3 separate regions of the Gossypium hirsutum genome follow, and regions 1 and 2 are each linked to region 3. A link is a contact called in public Hi-C data. All regions are on one chromosome and are shown on one strand. The core of a region is the stretch at or near the end of the contact, and the rest is flanking DNA. Distances in the headings are between cores, read along the strand shown. Region 1 holds the start of LOC107962852. Region 2 holds the start of LOC107962858 (translation machinery-associated protein 22). Region 3 holds the start of LOC107962866.

Region 1 (4,658 bases), core at 768-3,267, 890 kb before region 3:
CCTTAAAATTTGAATACCTCGGGAATCTGCAGCTCCTATGCATAAGCATAACTGTAACCAGAACAGGGGCGATTGCAGAACACAGGTGCTCCAAGGAGTGTCCACTGATAATATAATTATTTGCGCGGTATATCTTCATGTCAGCTAGAGCTTCCATTTTGGCCAGGATGAAAACTCCTGTACCAGATTGTTATCGTATTTTTAAGCAAACCAACATTCTTGAGAGCAAGGAAAGAAAATACAATATACTCCCAATGCTTTTCGAAAACAGAGAGAACGAGAGAGTATAAAATGACATAAAGATTAAAGAAGACAATCCAAAGGAAGCATATTCCATACAGCTCCTAGCATGCTAATTGTAGTAAACCACAAATTTCTAACCCTTTTTCCACATGATTATTTGCTTGAAGTGGGATTTCCATGTGAGACGGGAAAAGGAAGACAAATGACATACCTACCGTCCAAAGCCAGTATCTAGAGTGGGTATATTTAGGTGGGAACAAAAATGTCATGATCGGAATAGCAATGCACGGAATTAACTGGAATATCATGCACAACCGAAGATCATTAAATGTTCTGCAAACAATAATCGAGTCTTATTCAGCCAAAACAAATCGAAATCTGAATGACAAGCATTGACCAATTCAGTGAACAGATGAAAAGATCATCTCAAGAAAGAATCAAACCTTGCATAACTCGTGCTTAGAACAGCAAGAACTACTAGTGAAAAAAGGCAACTTAATCCAATTCTTTCTCCGAGTCTCTCGAGTATAAAAGTAGAAAAAAGAGAGGAATAAGCAATCGTCATCTGCACATATGTGAATTAATTTGATGTTATGGAGCATTTGACAGAAATATGGTAGTAAAATTCCAAAGGGGCTATGATTGTGGATGAAATAGAATGGAAACTCATCTGCAATTTCTGATTCTTTCTATGTAAAAAGACAATAAAAACACCAAATTAGAAACAAAGCAAGTGAGATTTCAACTATTTGGCATTCAGCAATGAAGCGCAAATTCGAAGAATAGACAAAAATATAATATTGAAGTTCATGGTTTCAACTACGGCAAATAGCTGTGTTAAGAACAACATTTGAATGATGGAAACAACCATCAAGAACCGAAAGCTAGAGGAACAAATAAAAAGAATATAAAGAAGTAAAGTTGCAAGGCTAACCGGCAAGGTGTCCAGAAGTACTCGATTGTCATCAGGCCTGAGATGATAATAAGCAGAACCAAAAGCCACACTAGCAGTTCCTCCATAGAAAAGCAGCCAGCCCCACATCTCTCCTGGCAATCTGCCACCAATCCACCGTCCATAAACATCAGTTAATCAGCAAATGGTCATAAATTTATCCTTTAAAAATTACAACTTAAAGAAATCTAATTTTTTTTTTAAAAAAAGGGGGCAAGAAAACAACCTTATATTGAAAAAGCTTCCTCCTCCAAGGCAAAGAACAAACCCAAGAACACCCACAATCAGAAATGGGAAATTGGTGATCACATTCAACGTGTTAGGAACTCCTATAAGCAAAACAAAGAATGAGGAAACATAAAATTTTGCAAATTTTCCCTTTTAATGTACAATTTTCTCTTCTTCTTTTTTCCACATCCCATCCCATCCCATCCCATACCTTCACTTCACTTCACTTGTTTCTTAGAAAACACGATGTAAAAGAAAGAGTTACCTACGAAGTTGCGCATGTCAGCATAGAGATGGTTCCTGTAAGAAAGTGGGATCTTTGGAGTAACCAACATGATGAAAAGCCAACAAAGCAATGCAACTCCCCATGTTCGACTTCTTCCTCTTCCTACCTGTTGATTCACCATCCAAACCATTGTTTCCTCTTTTTTTTTTCTTTTTTCTTTGAAAGAAAAACTGTCAACTTTTCCTTCTCTGTTTCCACTGTCTATGTTTGGGTTTTTTTTTTCTTATGATCTGCTCTATACTTCCGGGGAATATTTTTCTTCGGCTTTATGTTCGATTTTGCATTTGTTTTCATTCGAATTTGACGATGTTTCATATGTGTCCCCTCCCTTTATCTTCTCCCAACATGGGCTATATAGGCCCTTTTTCTTTCTGAGGCTGTTTTCAGATTACATAGACCTGTAAATAGGATCCAAAAAAAGAAAAATAAAATTTCTTTCCTTTTGTGAAGGCCCAATCTTGAATTATGGTAAATTTCTCTAAGTTGGCACATGAAGGCATGGCTTTAAGCCTCTTGCCTTTCATTTATTCACCAAACCTATCTGTGTTTAAAATTTCAATTATATTAATCTCGGGTTTAACTTTTAGACAATCTCTCTTCCTTAATCTTTTATACAAAAATAACTTCTTTTTATATCTCATTGAGTCAATCCTTACACAAATTCTCCTTTTCTTTTTGAAATTCATTGAAAACTTCCTTTACATCAACTCAAGTAGCACAGGTGGAAACAAGCATTACAAATTTGGGGAAATTTTTATACGATTCAAACCCTAAATTTGATGTTCACAGACTTAAAATCCATATGGAATCTTACCACTGCATTAGTATTTTATTCAGAACACTGTTATATTATTGATAAAATTATAACCTTGATACAAACAATCAACAATACAATCTGGTGATAAATCAAATTAACTTTCAAAATATTATCAAGTTAAAGCCTGCAGGCTTAAATCAATATTCATTTTCATTATTATATTATATTTTTGAGTGATTGTTTAATACATAAGCGATAAAATAAAAATTTTTAACTTCTCAACCGGTGTGTAGATCTTGCTACATGTCATATTCACTTATTTATTACTTTTTTAACTACAATTTAAGGACACATTCTTTCATAAAAGAAAAAAAATTAAAGACATGACAATACCTCAACTTCACTTGTGGAGTTAAAGATTTCCATCCCTGTTAGTATATCAAATAATTATTTGTATATTTTCAATTATAGATGTCTATATATAATTTGGTTTCAATTCCTCTATTATGATTAAATATTATTATTAATCCTTATACTTTATTTGACATAAATGTCATTAATTAGTCTGAATAGTCATTAATTATTCTTGTTAAATTGTTGGTGTTGATATTTTTTCTTAAAAACATTGTTAAACCAAGGCTGTCCAAGACTGATGTTTCGACTCTTGTTCAAACACTTATTCAGACAAGACCTTAGGACAACCGAAGTGATGTGAGATGTTGACATTTTTTATTTGGGCCTTCTAATAGGATTTTACCATAAGCAAATGGATCCAAAGATGTATTTGTTTCGTCTCAACCTTGTGGACCAAAATTGATGGCTTAAAGAAGAGCCGGTCGACTTGCTTACTGGATAAGGCTTATCTTATCTTTTAGCCTTGGTGATTTATGTGTTGATTTTACTTGATTTATTGGGCTCTATCTTGGGATAAGTTTTGGAGTTTACTTATTTAGGATCATTATGCTACTAAGGATGCATTTATCTCTACAAAATATAATCAGGAAGGTGGCCTCATTTGGCCATGAATAGACAACTTATTCGCATGAATGGATGCATCTTTTGGAAGTGCTTGTAACAACCTGATTTTAAGTGGTGTCAGAAAATACAGTTTCAGAACTTCATTTCTGTAAATTGAGTTTGCGAGGATGAAATATAAAGATTAATGAAGTTGTGATGAAAAAAAATTGAAGATTGATTAAGTAATTTAACAGAGAAAATAGTTAATTAAAGCTCAAAGACTAAATTATAAAAGTCCAATCGCTATCAAGTTTTAATTTAAAAAATACTTGATTACCTAGTTAGAAATAATCCAAAGACAGAGGATGCCACGACACACCCCTGAAGCTGAGCTTGAGCCAAGCAATCTGACTTTAATGTCACAACATAGAGAGCAATGGATGTCGCGACACCAGCCTTGTACGTAAAGCATTAACGAGTTGAGGGCATTTTGGTTCGCACAATGAAATTTAATGTAAAAACGTCAGCCGAACTAGGGCTAGGGACGAGACCAACCCTAATATTATAAATAGGGTTGATCAAACACTTGAAAAACATCTTTTTTGTAACTTAGAATTTTCTTTTCAATTTAGTTCTCAGTTTTGAGTTTCTTTTGTACTTAGGATTTCTTTTCAGTTTATTTTTGTTATGCAAAGAATCTGACTTGTGTATTCAACAAACTATTTGAGGATTTCTGCACTTTAATCGTTCGAATACAAATAAGGATTTCCCTTCACTTTTACTCTTGATCTATTTCTTATGTTTACTTTATTCATCAAGTTTATATTATTTATGGGATCCATGACGAACTAATCCTCTTATGGGGGATTAGCGAGTGGACGTGGGATTAATTAATTTCTATGTAGGGTTTCTTAGTGGATCAACTATTTGGGATAGGAAGAACTTAAACCTTAGGCCTAACAACCCTAGGAAGTCATCTAGGTGGGAATTAACCCAAAATTGGTATTGCCTATTTATAAACCCCTTACCCTAATTCAATCTAGACTGTGAGGTCGAGAGATAAGTAGTTCTTGTCGACTCGTTAGTTTAGTGGAAGATCTAAAAATCCTGCTAGGTTAATGACCAGTTGGTTGAGTAGAACCCGGAATAAGAATTAGTTATGACCACCGAAGCGAGTTAGTCTCCCATGCTTAGATTTGATTGACTCACATATTAGTTCTCCAGTTTATTAGTTT
Region 2 (4,646 bases), core at 51-2,550, 980 kb before region 3:
CTAGATATGTTATTCTCACATATAATAAACAAACCTTGTATGTAAGAGATCCACAAGCAATAACCAAAAAATTAAAGAAAAGAAAAGGAAACAGAAGAATTGGTTCCATGAAATATTGTAGCATTCATCCTTGCAGGTTACCTAAGCTAATTAATGGAAAGGTATTTAAATTTTAAACATTGGGAATCAAAAGCTTCAAAACACCCTATAAATATTATGAGCATATAATGCCTGAGGAGAAAAAAATTGAAAAAGAAGGAACTTTACTTTCTTCTTTATTTTTCCACCAGGAAGACGTTTTACATCTTCTTGTTTAGATGACACTGTGCTCCCTGAAAATTGAAAACAAACATTGGATCAGTGAAAATGAAAAAAAAGATGAATAAAACTTTTTTAAACGAATTATTTGTGATAAAATATATTTATATTTCCATATAAAGATCATTTAAACCTGGTGGAGCTGAAGATGCTGCCCCTTCAGCAGCAGAGGAAATACCAACTGATTGCAGCTGTTCAGAAACCTTCTCACCCTCCTTTTCATTAGCCTCTGAACATCAAAGAGAAATCTTTAATTAACTTACTCTATGAAACTCACATTAAAAAAAAAAAAAAGCAAAAAAGTGCCTTTCTTCTCTTATCCTTCCAATTACAGTTTAGGCAAAGTTAAAAAAAAAAGAAAAAGAAAAAGGAAACAAATAGAAGGGTGTTAAAATCATAGTAAAACAATTGACGTTAAGCATACATGTTTTTGTGTGTATATTTAGTAGCAAAATGCAAAGAATTTTTAATCATTTATCAATTCATATCAGAAAAATATCTCCAAGAAAAACCAAATTTAAACCCCAAAAAAGCCCACAAAAAAACAAAATTTCATCTTCTTTAATATCTTTGTCATCGGCAAACAGACAGAAAGGCATGGGATTAAAATTAAAAAAAAAAACTCAAGTATGCAAACTAATTAATATAGAGAAAAATAGAGGGGAAAAAAAACCTTTGAGGAGATGTGGGTAAAGGTCAGGGGCGTTGCTGATCAACCAAGGTTTACACTTTTCGAAATCAGGGCCGAATTCACAGTACTCCGCTGGAAGAGAACATATGGGACAATATAAAACTTTCACTGGTTGTGGTTTCTCTGCCATAATTTCTTCAATTCTTTTTTTTTTTTGTTACTTCTTCCCTTTGTTTTGGATATAATGGATGTAAATAATCAAAACCCAGATTTCTTTTCGTAAAGTAAAAATTCGTTTCCTTTTTCCCGGTTACAGTGCGACGCAACCGCAATCATGCAATGATGTAAAGAGAACCCGATTCTCTCTTTCTTTCTTGTTAGGGAAATAGGCCTATCTAAGTGGGCTAACTCGGGCTTGGCAGTGAGTGAATCTGGTCCGAGATGTGGCAGTGTTATTAGATTTGGTTCAGGCCCTCTTTGCTAATCCGAGTTTATATTAGATAAATTATATTTTTAGTCACTTAATTATACAAAACTTTTTATTTTTGATCATTTAATTATAAAAAATTATAATTTAATCACTAAAGTATTCAATATTTGTGTTTTTTTGGTCACTTAAACGTTAGATACCTAAAGGAAGGACGGCGTGGCTATTTTCTAAGTAACATAATAACAATTTTGGCCATTAATATTTATATATTATTTTAATTTGATCCTAATTTTAAATAATTGGAGCTCAATCTTTTTCTATTTAGTCTTAATTTTTTTAAAAAAAATCATAACATTTTCAAATTATTTTTAAAAATTCAAAAAAAAAATTTGTTAAAAAATAGAGCTTCAAAAAAGTTTTATAATATTGGTGGAAAATTCGTCCACAATTCGGAAAAGGTGTGATTAATGATATCTCAACTTTTGTTAAGCCTTAAATCCTTTGCCTAGACAATGTAAATCATTTGGCGATGCATATCGCATGTCTAATCATCCTTTTAGATTTTATGTTCATCAACTCTGCTATTAATGCAACAAACAGTTCTCTTAAATTAATTTAAGTAATTATTTTTTATTTAAAATTTATTATTTAGTCTTTAGAGATGCGGAATTATGTATTAAACTATTGTAATCAACATTTCTTCTAATCAATTTTTTCTCAACAGAAACTACAATTTGATAATTTCTTTCAAAACTTTGCCCTTACATGTTTTAAAAAATATTCAATCAAATTTTCATCATCTAGTCACTTTAATTTTTATACGTTGAACAAAAAACCAAAATTATCTTCAAATCTATTATTCTAATAGAATAAAATTACTTGACATACTATGTATAAAAAAATAATCCTTGATGAGATTTTATCGTTTCATTATCAACATTCTCATCAAATCATTTATTTCTAAGAATAATGTATTTTTCATGGAATTTAGGTTCTGTTTCCTTTTTCAATAACTATTTCTTTAGCACACTTGGTATCATTTTGGAATCCATCCTCCTTGTATTTTTCAAAAAAACTAAAGAAGACTTTTTAATTGTTTTATAGCTACATCAATTCGCATATCTTTTGATTGTAAACTATTGCTAGCCAATTCACAGCCAGTAATATTCCATACCAAATAGTCATGCCCAACCAAATTTAAAAATTTTGCTAAACATTCAACTTCACTTTGGATTTTAGGATCATCATTAACTTCATTTAATTTAAATAAAGGAACTTGAATTCTTATAGCTTTAATACTTTCAATTAGACTTTCTCAACATGTTTGTGACAATAATTTAAGAGTTAGGCTTAGCATATGATCTTGTACAATTTGCTATCTTTCATTGAAGAAGAAAATAATGAATATAAACTAGTAATATAACTTTCAAAATTAGAATATTATAACCTAGTTAGAAGCTAATTACCAATGAGCACTAGAGAAATTTAAAGAGATATTTTTCAGTCTTGATTCTTGAAAATTATATTTTTCAATTTTGGGGTCAAGAAGTACTAAAATCTTTTACAAACCTAAGAATTTTTATGAGAGTGAGAGAATTAAAATATTGGGTGCAGGAGGAAAATATGTTGTCTCATTGGTTTCAACAACTGCACTCATTTTTCATTGGCTTAATTCTTCTTTTGACCCCTCTATTATACTTCAATTGTCACTTTGGTATTTGTACTATTTTTTTTTATTAGCTTGGCCTTATACTTTCATTCTATATACCTCATTACCCACCTATATATTTTTTGTTAAAAAGGGTAAAATCAACGAATGACATTCTACCGTGTCAATTAAAGTAAAAAAAAATTAAAAAAATCTTTTAAAAACCAAAAAAATCATAAAAATTTGAGGAAAAAACCCCAAAAATCTTCGAACTTAGGAATTATTAAAAAAATTAAAAATCATAATTGTTATAAAATAAAGAAAGATGGGGAGAATAAAGAATAAACAAAATATGAAAGTAATAGAGAATATACTTTATTAATCAATGAGATGATTACAATGCTCCATCAGAGTCTCTATTTATAGGCATAAGAAAGTAGAGATCTAATTCTAATAACTATTAGAGTTTAAAGTACATTAAAACTTTATCTTAATCATGATGAACATCCACTTAATAAGATATTCATAACACTCCCCATTGGATGTCCGTTGGTAGATAATGTGCCTCGTTAAAACCTTATTAGGAAAAACCATGTGGGATAAAAACCTAATGAAGGAAAAAGAGTACACAATCTATAATACGTATAATATGCTGCCTCATTAAAAACCTTACCAAGAAAACCCAATTAGACAAAACCTCGGTTAAGGGAAAAAGTGTACAATGCATATTTACTCCCCCTTATGAAAATATTGCATACTTTCTCATATTCTACGTATTTAATCTTGAATTCTAGTTTTTCAAATGACTATTTGAATGTATTGCTAATCATTTATATCACCATTCTTTTAAAAGTCATGAATAAGGGAAATTTGGGGGAATATATTTTGATCACTTCAGGAGATTCAACAATAATCATAACAAACTTTAATCATGATTCTTTTATAAAAACACAAACAAGTATTTTGGATCATTCTATAATCCTCCTTCAACTACTATTCACTAAGTCAAATTTACCACATATATTCAAATTATTTCAATTCAGATAAATGAACAATTTCTCAAGAATTTCAATATGCTTCTAGCATCTTAAATCCTTCAAGGATTTTAATATAAACTTTACTATATAATGATTCATAAAATGTTGTAATAATAACCATTAGACACAAGTTAAATCTTTTATGAATTGTCAATTTAATAATATATCTAAAGGTTATTGCATCCACCACAAAAGAATATTATATATTTTCATAATCAATGCTAGGACTTAGCGAAATATTTTATATTTTTATTCCGTTTTTGCAAAACTACTTCAATTGCACCCTTACTAGCTTTATACCTTTAGATATTTGGACTACTAGTCCAAAAACTTCACGAATTTAATTGTACTTGAGTTGCGTCTTTCTATTTTGATCAATTAATTCTATATCTATATTTCTCAATAGATTTATTCAGGATCATCCTTTTTATTTCATTATTTCAATAAAAATATTGCATGCAAAATCATTGTTGACCACTTTTATTATTCGGTTTTACATTTTCTCGAATTGACATAACTTATCGAGATCTCTTATTTTCATTATCTTAAAATTCAGTTTCAGCTACTTGAATCTCTTCTGGA
Region 3 (4,544 bases), core at 1,000-3,499:
GCAGTTTGCTTGCAACATGCACAATCACCCGAGTTCAAGGCTTACCAGAATCAGGTACTTTCCTTCAAAGATGAGTAATAAAAAATAAAGAGGCAAAGTTATGTGGTGATTAAGTCAAAATATGGGTACTTCATGCTGCAGGTAGTGTCTAATTGTAGAGCTCTTGCAAGGCGATTGGTTGAACTTGGCTATACACTAGTTTCTGGTGGTAGTGATAATCACCTTGTGCTTGTGGATCTAAGGCCATTGGTAAGTTACCATCTCTGTGAGACATGCAAACTTGAGTGGCATTTAGAAATTGACTCAAAACTGAAAACCTGACTCAACTCGACCAACCTCACACAATTTGGCTATAAAAAGTCAACAATCTGAATCCACCCAACCCAAATACAAATTGATCTGAACTCGAATTTGACCTGAACCCAAAATAACTTGGCGCAAAATGCCCTAAATAGCCCCAACCTAAATAACTTGAACCTTAAACTGACAAACCTAAAAATTCAAAAACCCAAATAAACCTGATCAAAACCAACCTGATCTGCCCAATTGACAAGTCTAGAGGCGTAGGATCTCTTGTTTTTTTTATTCTCTTGTAGACACCCTAAACTCCTTTTGCCTCCTTTATATCAATGAACTTCTCCTGCAACAGGGTATTGATGGGGCTCGGGTGGAGAAAATACTTGACATGGCCTCTATCACCTTGAACAAAAATTCGGTGCCTGGTAAGTTCTTCCTTATTCCCCTTTTTTACCATTCATTTATAATTAACTTTTTCCCTTTTTATACCAATCCTTGATACATCTCAAAATTTGCAGGGGATAAGAGTGCACTTGTGCCGGGTGGCATTCGCATTGGATCGCCTGCAATGACTACCAGAGGATTTACAGAAAAGGAATTCACGGCTATTGCTGATTTCATCCATGAGGGCGTGCAAATCACTATTGAGGCTAAGGGATTAGCTTCTGGATCAAAGGTCCAAGAGTTCTTGAAGTTTGTCTCGTATCCTGATTTTTCGTTGACGGATAAGGTGTCCAATCTTCGTAGTAGAGTCGAAGCACTTACCACCCAGTTTCCCATACCCGGCGTATGAGTGAGGTTTAATTAGTAATGAGAGACCTGGGAACATTATTATATCATAACATGGTGAAATCCAACACTGATTTCTTCCATAGATTTATGAAAATTTGAGATGTAGTGATGAAAGGGGATGAGTAACGTAGGACTTAAACGTTGGTTTGTGATGACAACCAGCAATAATTTTATCACTTTAAATGTGGTTTCTCTACAATATTAATACATATTATAATTAATTCATTATGATTCTATTTTCTTGGAAAAAAATAACTTTTTTAATTGACGATATTTTAAATTTATAAGTGGATCGATTAGTCACGCATTTCAATTTTAATATTTTTACTTTTAACCCTAGAATTTAGTATATTTATTTGGAATTTAATTGATAACCCTCAAAGTTTTTTTATTTTATTTTATTTTAGATAGAGGGGTTTGTTCAAAATAAGTATAACCTAACTCAAAATAAGTATAACCGAACTCAAAATATAAAATTTTAAAATTATATTTAATATAATAAAATATTTATTAGATTTATTTGTGTTTTTCAATTTAATAAATTATAATAGTGTTTTTAAATATGAATACCTTTTCATGTGTTAGAAAAGTTTTATTTTAGCATTTTTTAGTATATTATATATATTTTTTTAAATTTTATTTTTAAATAAAAATTAATCTAAAAAATCAAACATGGGAAGTCGAGTCAAGTCCGAGTTTACTTTTCTTAAATTAAGAACTTGAGCAAAAAAAGTAAACTCATTTTTGGGTCGAATTTAACTCAACTTAACTTATGAGCACATCTAATGATTATATTCAATATTACTATTTAAAAGTAAAGTAATAAAGTTAATCACGAACAATTTTCTAAAAGGATATTACTTAATCCAACTTAATTAAATTTTTTTGTCGAAATTATTGGACTTCAATTAAGAGTAAAAAGATTATTATTATTTTTAAAAATAATAAAATATAAAATGCTAAATATGCAAATAATATAGAAACTGATAGCAAACTTAGACTTAAATATTAAAAAAAAATTAGAGTACCCAAATATTAATTTAATCATACAATCTATATTACATTCACAAGAAGGCCAAAAGAAAAAAGGTCCATTTTCTAAGAAAAAGCCCAAACATTTGAGAAAGCTCAGCCTTAAACCCTTAACCCGAAACAAAGGGCCTCTATATAATCATCTTATACCCAATTTAGGGTTTCAAATAAACTTTGTCTCACACTCCTCTGCTTCGTTTTGTTTCTGCTGCTTCGTTTCCGTTTAGGGGAAAACCATATCGTAATCTCTTTAGGATCTCACTGCGAGGTAGGAGGCACCAGTGATAATTACTTTTTATATCCATAGGAAGATATTTCCTTCTCTGGGTTTTTCTTTTTTCGGGATTTAATCCGTTTATTCGTTGAAGATTCCTTGAAACAATTTTTTTTTGAAACGATGTTGGGAATGATGAGAAAATTTAATATTATCACAGTTATCCCTGTCTGATTTCCAGTGCTGATAATGTGTTCTCTGACACAACATTCGTATTATTTTTTCTTTTAATAAATGTATTTAATATTTCTTCAAGATTTGTTTTTGTTGATTTTAGTTCTTCGTATGCTATAATTTTTTGTTTTGAAGTTGCAGATTCAACCTAATGGCGAAGAAGGGTTCTTCAACGACGCCTTCTAGAAAAGCAGAAAATAAAAAAGAAGAATCTATTCCAGAACAGAAGAATTCAGCTTCTAAAATGGCTGGTAACGAAATCGACGAGATATTTGCAGGTAAAAAGAGGAAGAAACCCGACCCTAAAGGGTCCGAGAAACCGAACGGCGAGGAAATTTCAAAACCCAAATTGTCGAAAAAGAAGAGTAAAAAGAGTAAAGAAACCAACAGGGAAGGAGGATTCAATGAACCTTCTTCTCGGCCTCGGAAAAGAACGGCAGATGGTTTTGCAATTTACACTGAAGAAGAATTGGGTATTAGTAAATCTGGTGCAGGAAGTACGCCACTTTGCCCATTTGATTGTGATTGTTGTTTTTGATAAATGGGGTTTTGGTGTTAATTTAGTCTTTGTTACTTTAATTTTCAAATTTCAGAAATTTGAGGGTTTTAGGCTAAATATGATTGTTGTATAACGCAAGGCATGAAGTTTTTACATGAAATGCAAATTTTGATTCATTCTCTTCCATGAGCTGACTTTTTTGTTTATTTTGGTTACTAATCACACGAAAAATTTCAAAACAAAACTATTTGTTCTATTTGAGCTACAGATTGCGGGTGTTTTGTCAAGAAGGAAGCTAGTTGTAAGGGTGCTTCCCCATAAACAATAATTAGATCACCACATTCTGGCACATTAAAGTAATGGTGTTTGATATGAGACTTATTAGAGCAGTTGCATCTACTTATACTTGTATATATATTAATAATACCAAGTCCAGAGTTCTGCTTCGACGCTTGTTGCCTGTGGTATGTGTCGATATGATTCTTTTACCCAATTTCCATTGTGATCCCTAATAACAACTTCAGCTCCTCCCCTGCCAGGATTCCTCGTTGCCGAGTTTATTTTACACCAAGGTTGGGTTTCCTCCATCTCAAGAACTTAACAGGATAGGCTACTCAGTAGTTGCACGTTCAAGAAATTTGTCTAGCCTACAAGGACTGTCAAAAGTTTTGGCAAAGATGAGATGGAAGGGTATTGTGGGTTTTGTGTACCAGTTCTTGTTGTTGAGGTTATTGTCAAGTCATACATGATAATACCATTCCTGGTTCTGCACTCGTCCAACGTTGTTATAATCCAAAACTCATACGCACTGCCTAATGTAAACTTTCTAGATTCTGTGTAATTTTCAAACAAGCGCATACCTTCCTTCAACAGTTGTAATTGGCGTACTATACGTTACACTAAGGTTGAGTTGGCAGTTGAAATGAGAAGCTTTCACATCTATTCCGGAAATATCATTTCCTATTCGTCTCTCCTTAAGGGTCTCCCAATCCTGATCAATTACACAACCAAAACTTAGTCAAGCGGTTAACCCATCGTATCCCCTCGACTTGTTTTTCTTAGAGCTCCCCACGTTGGCGGCACACTAAAATTTGCACTTGTAGTGACTTGGTTGGTTACGAATATATTTAATTTAGCAAGGAGAATTTGGTGAGAATAGTGATTAAACATGAATCGGGTATTAATAGATAAAAAAGAAATAGAGTGAAATCAAAATTCAAGAATTCAGATTAAATCTGTCTATGAATCAGGTCATGATAGAATTTTAAGCTCAATTGTTAGTTTCAGACTCAATTCAAAAAATGAGCTTCATTTTTTTGTCCAAGTTGAGGCCCAAGGCTGGCCCGACGTAAACTAATTTTAAAAAAGTTATTTTATTATATAAAACAATTTGGGGGGGGGTTTATTTTGCTAAAAGTAACTAAAAATAAGTAACTACTACAACAGTGAGGATAATAAAAGCTCAAAACTCTAGTC

The links. Hi-C and Micro-C count contacts between places; a contact is called where the count stands out from the background.
Region 1: a Hi-C map of fibers shows a contact between it and region 3, with 7 times the contacts expected there. The contact joins the promoter of LOC107962852 here to the promoter of LOC107962866 in region 3. A contact is called at or near these places in 18 of 34 Hi-C or Micro-C datasets (anther, callus, fibers and 4 more).
Region 2: a Hi-C map of leaf shows a contact between it and region 3, with 5 times the contacts expected there. The contact joins the promoter of LOC107962858 here to the promoter of LOC107962866 in region 3. A contact is called at or near these places in 15 of 34 Hi-C or Micro-C datasets (callus, hypocotyl, leaf and 1 more).

Annotation. Positions count from the first base shown.
Region 1 is chrA06:29,869,195-29,873,852 of Gossypium_hirsutum_v2.1, forward strand. It overlaps LOC107962852, which reads right to left and starts at 2,018. Exons shown (of 7, transcript XM_016899396.2): 1 at 1,689-2,018; 2 at 1,422-1,524; 3 at 1,178-1,298; 4 at 687-808; 5 at 455-576; 6 at 18-177. The coding sequence starts at 1,839.
Region 2 is chrA06:29,778,584-29,783,229 of Gossypium_hirsutum_v2.1, forward strand. It overlaps LOC107962858 (translation machinery-associated protein 22), which reads right to left and starts at 1,301. Exons shown (of 7, transcript XM_016899411.2): 1 at 992-1,301; 2 at 452-547; 3 at 268-332. The coding sequence starts at 1,139.
Region 3 is chrA06:30,760,488-30,765,031 of Gossypium_hirsutum_v2.1, forward strand. LOC107962866 reads left to right here and starts at 2,250. Exons shown (of 2, transcript XM_016899420.2): 1 at 2,250-2,389; 2 at 2,711-3,252. The coding sequence starts at 2,721. The coding sequence ends at 3,107. It overlaps LOC107962865 (serine hydroxymethyltransferase 3, chloroplastic), which reads left to right. Exons shown (of 11, transcript XM_016899419.2): 8 at 1-54; 9 at 142-249; 10 at 650-722; 11 at 816-1,314. The coding sequence ends at 1,090. It overlaps LOC121231293 (small nucleolar RNA R38), which reads left to right and starts at 2,520; the gene lies at 2,520-2,604.